Linked DNA regions of Oryctolagus cuniculus: region 2 is linked to region 1. A link is a contact called in public Micro-C data. All regions are on one chromosome and are shown on one strand. Each heading gives the region's core, a stretch centred on a gene start, on an enhancer-like site or on the middle of the called end of the contact. The rest is flanking DNA. Distances are from core to core; before and after follow the strand shown.

What was found. Hi-C and Micro-C count contacts between places; a contact is called where the count stands out from the background.
Region 2: a Micro-C map of ear pinna shows a contact between it and region 1, with 3 times the contacts expected there. The contact joins the promoter of MRTO4 here to the promoter of NBL1 in region 1. A contact is called at or near these places in 2 of 6 Hi-C or Micro-C datasets (ear pinna and an unstated tissue).

Annotation. Positions count from the first base shown.
Region 1 is chr7:151,006,851-151,010,161 of mOryCun1.1, forward strand. NBL1 (NBL1, DAN family BMP antagonist) reads right to left here and starts at 1,851. Exons shown (of 4, transcript XM_070079208.1): 1 at 1,630-1,851.
Region 2 is chr7:151,342,917-151,346,272 of mOryCun1.1, forward strand. It overlaps MRTO4 (MRT4 homolog, ribosome maturation factor), which reads right to left and starts at 1,307. Exons shown (of 8, transcript XM_002716008.5): 1 at 1,159-1,307. The coding sequence starts at 1,186. EMC1 (ER membrane protein complex subunit 1) reads left to right here and starts at 1,446. Exons shown (of 23, transcript XM_070079217.1): 1 at 1,446-1,601; 2 at 3,117-3,241. The coding sequence starts at 1,507.

The DNA of each region.
Region 1 (3,311 bases), core at 601-3,100:
GGACAGACAGAGATGAGCAACTGTCCAGCGGGCGGACACGCAGGGCCAGGCCCATGCCACTCTGCCAGGCAGCTCCGGCTTCCGGCTGTGACTAACCGCGGTGCCAGGCCCCCAGCCCAGGGCCACAGCCCTCCTGCCACAGGCCAAAAACAGCCTCCGAAGAAACAGATGCATGCTAACGAGCTGCCGAGCTCCGCAGGGCCGGCCGGCACATCTGCTGGGCAGAAGCCCCTCGCACACCCCACCGCAGCCCTGCCCGCCGCAGGAGCCTCCAAGCCTTGGGGCTGCGGGCCGGACGGAGCAGGGGAAGAAGCCAAATTCAGTCTGAAACTTCCCTGTAAAACCATGAGGCCGTATCGCCGGCTAGCACGGGGCACCCACACCCCTGTCTTGGCCTGCAGCACACAGGCCCCCAGGGACAGCGGGAAGAGGCAGCAGCCTGCAGGGGTGGGTGAACAAGGGGCCGCTCAGGCCTCCCCTCGTCTTTGGCCCCCATTCTTGAGGCAAACCACACCCGAGCAGCCCCAGCCCTGGGGGAGGCTCAGGAGGTCACAGCTTAGACAGCCACAAAGGGTGAGGGGCTCCTCCACCCCCACCCAGCCAGGGCCTGGTCCCTCTTCCCCTGGGGCGCCCCCACTTACAGGCTGGGGGTGCACAGCTGGGCGAGGGTCTCCCAAAGCCTGCAAATGCGGCCTGGACCTCTGAGGTCCGCCAAGTCCCTGGCCACGCCGAGGCAGGCAGCTGCCCTCGACCGCGGCTGGGGCAGGCTCAGCGGCAGCCCCGCCCTGCGAGCGGGCGGGCAGGTGGCCGGCAGCAGGGCCCTGCTGTCCAGACAGCGTCGCGGGGGTGGAATTCATATAAAAAAAAAAAAAAAAAAACGAGCCCCCGGAAAGGGCTCTCCCGGCCCCAGACTCAATTCCAGGTGGGGACGACCCAGGCCAGGCCCCGGGCGCGGGCAGAGGGTTTTGCACTTTGGCCCGGCCCCAGGAAACAATCTAGCAACCCAACTTGGGGGGGTGGGGGCGCCTCCAACACCGTGGGATGCCTGAACTGGAGGGCGGGGGCCCGGGAGCCGCACGGGGGGAGCGGCGCGGGGGGACGGGGAGGAGGAGACATAAAGGCAGAGCCACAAGCCCCGGGGAGCAGAAAACTGAGGTGGGGGGGGCGCAGAAAGAGGGGCGGAAACGGGGCGACGGGAACCGCGGGAGGGGAGAGGGGCGCAGAGCGAGGCCGAGCCGTCCACGAGCCCGGAGGCCCGAGCAGCGCCGGGGGACGCGCGAGCCCAGCGGCCGAGCCCCGGGCGCTGCCCCGGCGCCCGCGCGGCCCGCCCGGCTCCGCATCTCCCTCCGTGTCCTCTCGGGCCGCGGGAACTCCGACCGAGAAACCGGACCCCGAGGCGAGTTTGGGGACGGGCTCCGGGCGCAGCGCTGCCCCCGGCCACCCCCGCGCCGCGCCCACGTCCCCGGCTCCCGCGCCCGGCGGGCCCTGGGCTCCCGAGCTCGGCGGCGGCGGCGCCTCCGCACGGTGCCCGCGGCCGCCCGACGCGCGGGGGTGCGCAGCTCGCGGCCGGGGGCGCGGCCGAAGCCTCTGGAAGCCGGGCGCCCGCGTGCCGGCCCGGGCGGGACTTACCGCGCGCGGCAGCGGCGGCGGAGGCGGCGGAGGAGCGCGGGCGCGCCCGCCGGGTCCTGCGCAGCTGGTGCGGGCCGCGGGGTCGCAGGCCCGGGCGCCCCCGGGAGGCTGGGCGAGGCGGCCGGCGGAGCTGGCGGCGGCCCCGCGAGGCTCGGCTGGGCTGCGCTGCGCGCCGTCTGCGGCCCGGGCGGGCGCGCGGTGCGGGGGAGCTGCGAGCCGAGCGGCTCCGACGTCAGGGAGTCTCGGCTCCAAATAGGGAGCGAGGGCGGGGGCAGCGAGGGGAGGGACGCGGAGGAGAAAGGGCGGGCGGGCCCCGCGCGCGGCCGCTCCCTCCGGGCTGCGGCGCAGGAGGGGCCCGCGGCCGCCGTGGCCCCGGCCCGGCTCCGGCGCGGTCCGACGGCGCGGAGGAGCGCCCCCGGGCCAGGGCAGCGAGCGGGGCGCCGTGGCCGGTGCCGAGGCTCCCTCCCGAGTGTGTCTGCGCTGGGTCTTCCCTCCGCCTGGCTTCTCCCGAGTGCGTCGTGCCAGGCCTCGTGGTGACCAAGCTGTCCTTTAAGGGGCACTGGGCACTGCAGTCTTGGCCTGAGCTGCGGCCCTCCGAGTTCCGGGCGCCGGGAACGCGGCCTACCGGTGGGGGAGAGGGGGAGTCCTGCGGCGCGCCCGTCCTGCCCGCTCCCCGGCGCGCGACCCGTTGTACCCCAGGGCCGCCTGGCCTCCGCTGGAGTCTGTCACCGGGCTTCCGATGGGCTCCAGGCGCTGGCTTAACCGTGCCAAGACGAGAGAAGGATCTGGGAGCCCCTGGAGGAACGATGCTATTCAGAACGCCAGGAAACAGACTCACCTCCGGGGCTCGCAGAAGAGCGAAGGGGCCGTGTGTGCTGTGATCCCAACCCGGCGAGACACCAGCTCTGCCCTGTGACGGTGGCAGCTCAGGGACACCGTGTGGGCCCCGTCTGTGGGACCTGGGGGGGAGGGATTGTTTTCGTGGCACGGTTGAGCCGTGTCCATGTGTTTCACCTGGCTTGGTGGGCGCAGCCCTGCTCTGCCGGTGTCACGAGGTTGCTGAGCCCCGTGGTTGGCTCCTGGTGGCCCGCAGGTGACTCCCTCCGCTGGGCCCTCTCCAACTCAGCCGGCATCGCCAGGCATCCAGGCTGTTGCCTACCCGCTGTTCCCTGTGCCTGCACTTCCCTCCCGCCCGAGGAACCCCCTCTGCAAGCACCGGGTTGGGAAGTCTGGAGTGGTCCTGGAGCAGGGGTCCCTGCCCCCCGGAAGTGTGCCGCTCTCCTATCTGGCCTGGGCTCCCGGAGGGCATGGGTCGGGGGGCTTATTGCCCGGTGCTCGGGGCTCACGGTGGGACCAGGCAAGGTGCACAATGCATTAGGTTGAGTGAGGTAATGACCGTCCCCACCGTTGTAGCACAGGTCAATCTCTTCTTTCTATTGGTTGATTTCATTTATTTGAGGGGGGGGAGAGCGAGCTTCCATCCACTGGTTCATTCCCCCAAATGCCTGCAACAGCTGGGGCTGGGCCAGGCCAAAGTCAGGAGCCCAGAACTCAATCCAAGTCTCTAAAGTGGATGGCAGAGGCCAAGAATTCAAGCCATCATCTGCTGCTCCCGGCATGCACCTCAGCAGGAAGCTGGACGGAAGAGCAGAGGTGGGACTCTGATGTGGCATGGGGCGTCT
Region 2 (3,356 bases), core at 57-2,556, 340 kb after region 1:
CGGCTGCTGTCCTGCTCTCGGCCGGGACGCGCAGAGGCCTGCTCCGGCCGGCCTGAGCTGTGGCAAGCCGGGCTGTTATGTGTCCCCTACCCAGAGGAGCTGCCACGTGCCAGATCTGACCAGGAATCAAATCCTGCCAAACACCTAACACAGCACCACCGGCAATGTCCCCTTGCGCACCCTGCCCGGCACTCGCAGTCCCTCTGCACAAGGCACAGCGGACAAAGGCGAGCACACCAGTCAGCGGCCAGTGTGAGAGAGGAGGGCAAATGAAACACAGCCACTCACTCCCACGATACCCGCTGCTCCCACTCGGCCAGCGTCAGCCTTACTCGCCCTCTGCCCCCACCTTCACCCAGGCTACCAGCCTCTGACACTAAAGACCCCTCCCATCGCCGCTCGGATTAAGCTCCAGGAAGCCAGGCGTTTCCCTACCTCGGGACCCTGCACGGCGCGTTCCCCCCGAGACCGCCCAGGCTTCTGCTCGTCAGTGGGGCCCTCCCGGAACCGCACTACACAGGATGTCACTTCCACCTCTTTGCACCACGTTTATTCCACGAGGGCCACCACGATCTGACAAACCCCGTTTATCCCGCTTCTTATACCTTGGGGGATCCGTGATTAGTGCACGACTAAAGCGATTAGCGAGGACGTCCTTGTCCTAAGTGCCGCATCCTCCAATGCCCAACAAGTCCCAGACCCTTAAGCACTGTTGAAGATGCCAAAGCTCCCGAGTGACAGACGCCAGGAACGGTGTCTCAGGAGGCACCTCTCCTGGACGGACAAAGTCCAGGCATATGGGGACGGGGGCATCTGCGTGCGTGGGGCTAAAGGAAACGCAAGCAGAGAGTCAGACGCGGGGACACGCCTGTTCCGCAGCTCGGGAAAGGCAGCCAGGGCGGCGGGAGCGCAGAGACAGAGGGAAAACGGGGAGAGGCTGCGGTGGGGGACGCGGCCCAGCCTGGACGCTCGCAAAAGCGCTGGAAGCCAGGCCACAGAGCTGGTTTCCCCGCCCGGGCTCCAGCTCCCGCCGGTGATCCCGCCGCCCCGGGACCCACGCCAGCTCGCGGCGAGCTCCCCACGGACGTCCCGGGGACGCGCTCCGGGCCCCGCCGCCCCAAAGCCCCACCGCTGGGTCCCGTCTCCCGCTCGGCCCACCTTTCTTGTCCCGCTTGGACTTGGGCATCGCGCTGGAGCCACGTGCGGCTGAAAGTGGTGCGGCTCGCTAGGACCCCGGCGGCGCGGGGGCCTCTGGGACGCGCCTTGGAGGCTGCCCTCGCGTGTGCCTGACCCGATCTGCCCTGCGACCTGTCTCCCCTGGCCGTGCCGCCGCTCACGGGTTCGCCTGTGCTTGCAGGGCGGCTTGCCGGAGCGTCCTGGAGTCCTCCGGGCACTGAGCGCCCTACCGAAGGCCTGGCGAGCGGCCTCAACTCTATGGTTCCAGGGAGGCGGAGCCTGCGACCCGGTGCATGCCGGGCCGGCGGCGGGCGGGGCCTCGGGCCTGTCATGGCGGCGGCGTCCGCTTCCCGGTTCTGGTTCTGGGCTGCGCTGCTCATCCCTGCGGCCGCGGTCTACGAGGACCAAGTGGGCAAGTTTGACTGGTGCGTGCGCGTTGGGGTGATTCGGGAAGCAGGTGGTTGTTTTCCCAGCACCTGCGTCCGACCTGCTAACGGGCGGGAGGTTACCATGTCGCGGGGTCGGCTGCGGACCTGCGGGCCCCAGTGCAGAATGAAAACGGGGATCTCTTCTTCCAAAAAGAAGAATTTTAGGACGAGGTGCACTAAGCCGAGCATTGGGGGGAGTGCTTGTGGGACGGTGCGGGATGCCCGCCCGAAACCGGCCCTGTGGGGTTCTGGTGGGCGGTGACAGACGCGGCCCCCGGCGACCAGGCGTGCGTGGGGTGGCGGTGACAGGGCTCCCTGCGGCCGGGCGTGCGTGGGATTGTTCAGTGGGTACAGTGAGAATGGAGTATGTGAAAACACGCGTACAAACTGTCAAAGATCATAAAAATCTGCCTCTGCTAACTTAGTTTCTTTTTCTTGTTTCTAAGTATTTATGTATTGACTTGAAAGAGCAACAGAGAGGGAGAGATGGAGAGGGGAGCAGGACCTCCTAGTTGAAGAGAAACACTGACAGTCTTCCAGCTAATGCAATGCATAACGAGAGGGTCATGGTATATGGTAATGGAGTGGTTTGCTCCCCAGAGGGCCGGGCCAGGCCAAAGCCGGGAGCCATGGGGCTCCAACCCTGGTCTCCCACGTGAGTGGCAGGGGCCCACGTGCTTGGGCATCTTCCACTGCCTTCCCAGGCCCATCAGCAGGGAACTGGATCTGAAGTAGAACAAACAGCCCAAACTCGAATCGCCATGCAACACAGGGTGCTGGTATTGGGAGTGATGGCTTAATCCTCTGCACCACAGCACCTAGCCTTTTTTTTTTTTTTTTTTTTAATTTAATAAACGAGACCGAGCTGCACACGCCACAGGTGCTGAACGTGCTGGTCTTGCATTAGCTGCAGTGTGTAGGTACCGCCCATACGCGGTGGTTTCCATCTCGAGAGGGACCATACTCCCTTGGTGCTGGTGCAGGGTGCTGAAAGTGACCCAGCCCAGGCACAGCATGAGCACTGATGCAGATGGGTGCCCAGGGTGTGGGCTGGCAAGGGCTGGAGAGAACAGAGGCCCAGCCCCGTCTCTGGGGTCTTGTTGGCGTGCCTGCGTGCTTTATTATCCAGAGCGCAGTGACGGGAAGGGAAGCTTGGCAAGGTGGCGTCCCTACTCTTGTTTATAAGCTGCAGATCCACGTTTGTCACTGACAGCGGGGAAGAGTGTGCTGTTTGTTCCAGCATCGGCTTCTGTTCTTGTGGACGCCCCTTATGCATTGCATTAGCTGGAAGACCTGGTCTTTCTCTCCTGTGAGGAGGTCCTTCTCCCCTCTCGTTCCTGTGCGTCCGACTCCATGCATGGGAATCTTGCTTTCGGCATCGTCTGTTTATGAGCGAGCGTTTCTTGTGCGTCCTCAGGAGGGTGGTGGGGGTGGCCCTGTGACTTGTCCACTGCCACAGCGTTTGTGCCTGATGGTTTGGGGCCCTCGTGTCCCCTTGCACCCTCTTCTCAGGAGACAGCAGTATGTTGGGAAGCTTAAGTTCGCCTCCTTGGAATTTTCCCCCGGATCCAAGAAGTTGGTTGTGGCCACAGAGAAGAACGTGATCGCGGCATTAAATTCTCGCACCGGGGAGATCTGTGAGTGAGCCGCGGGACCGGGACCGCTCAGCTCGGGGGCGGGCAGGCTGGCCTCGGAGAACCTGAGCGGCCCGGCGCTCAGACCTGTGTGGCTGGGTCCCAAGTCCTAGAGGTG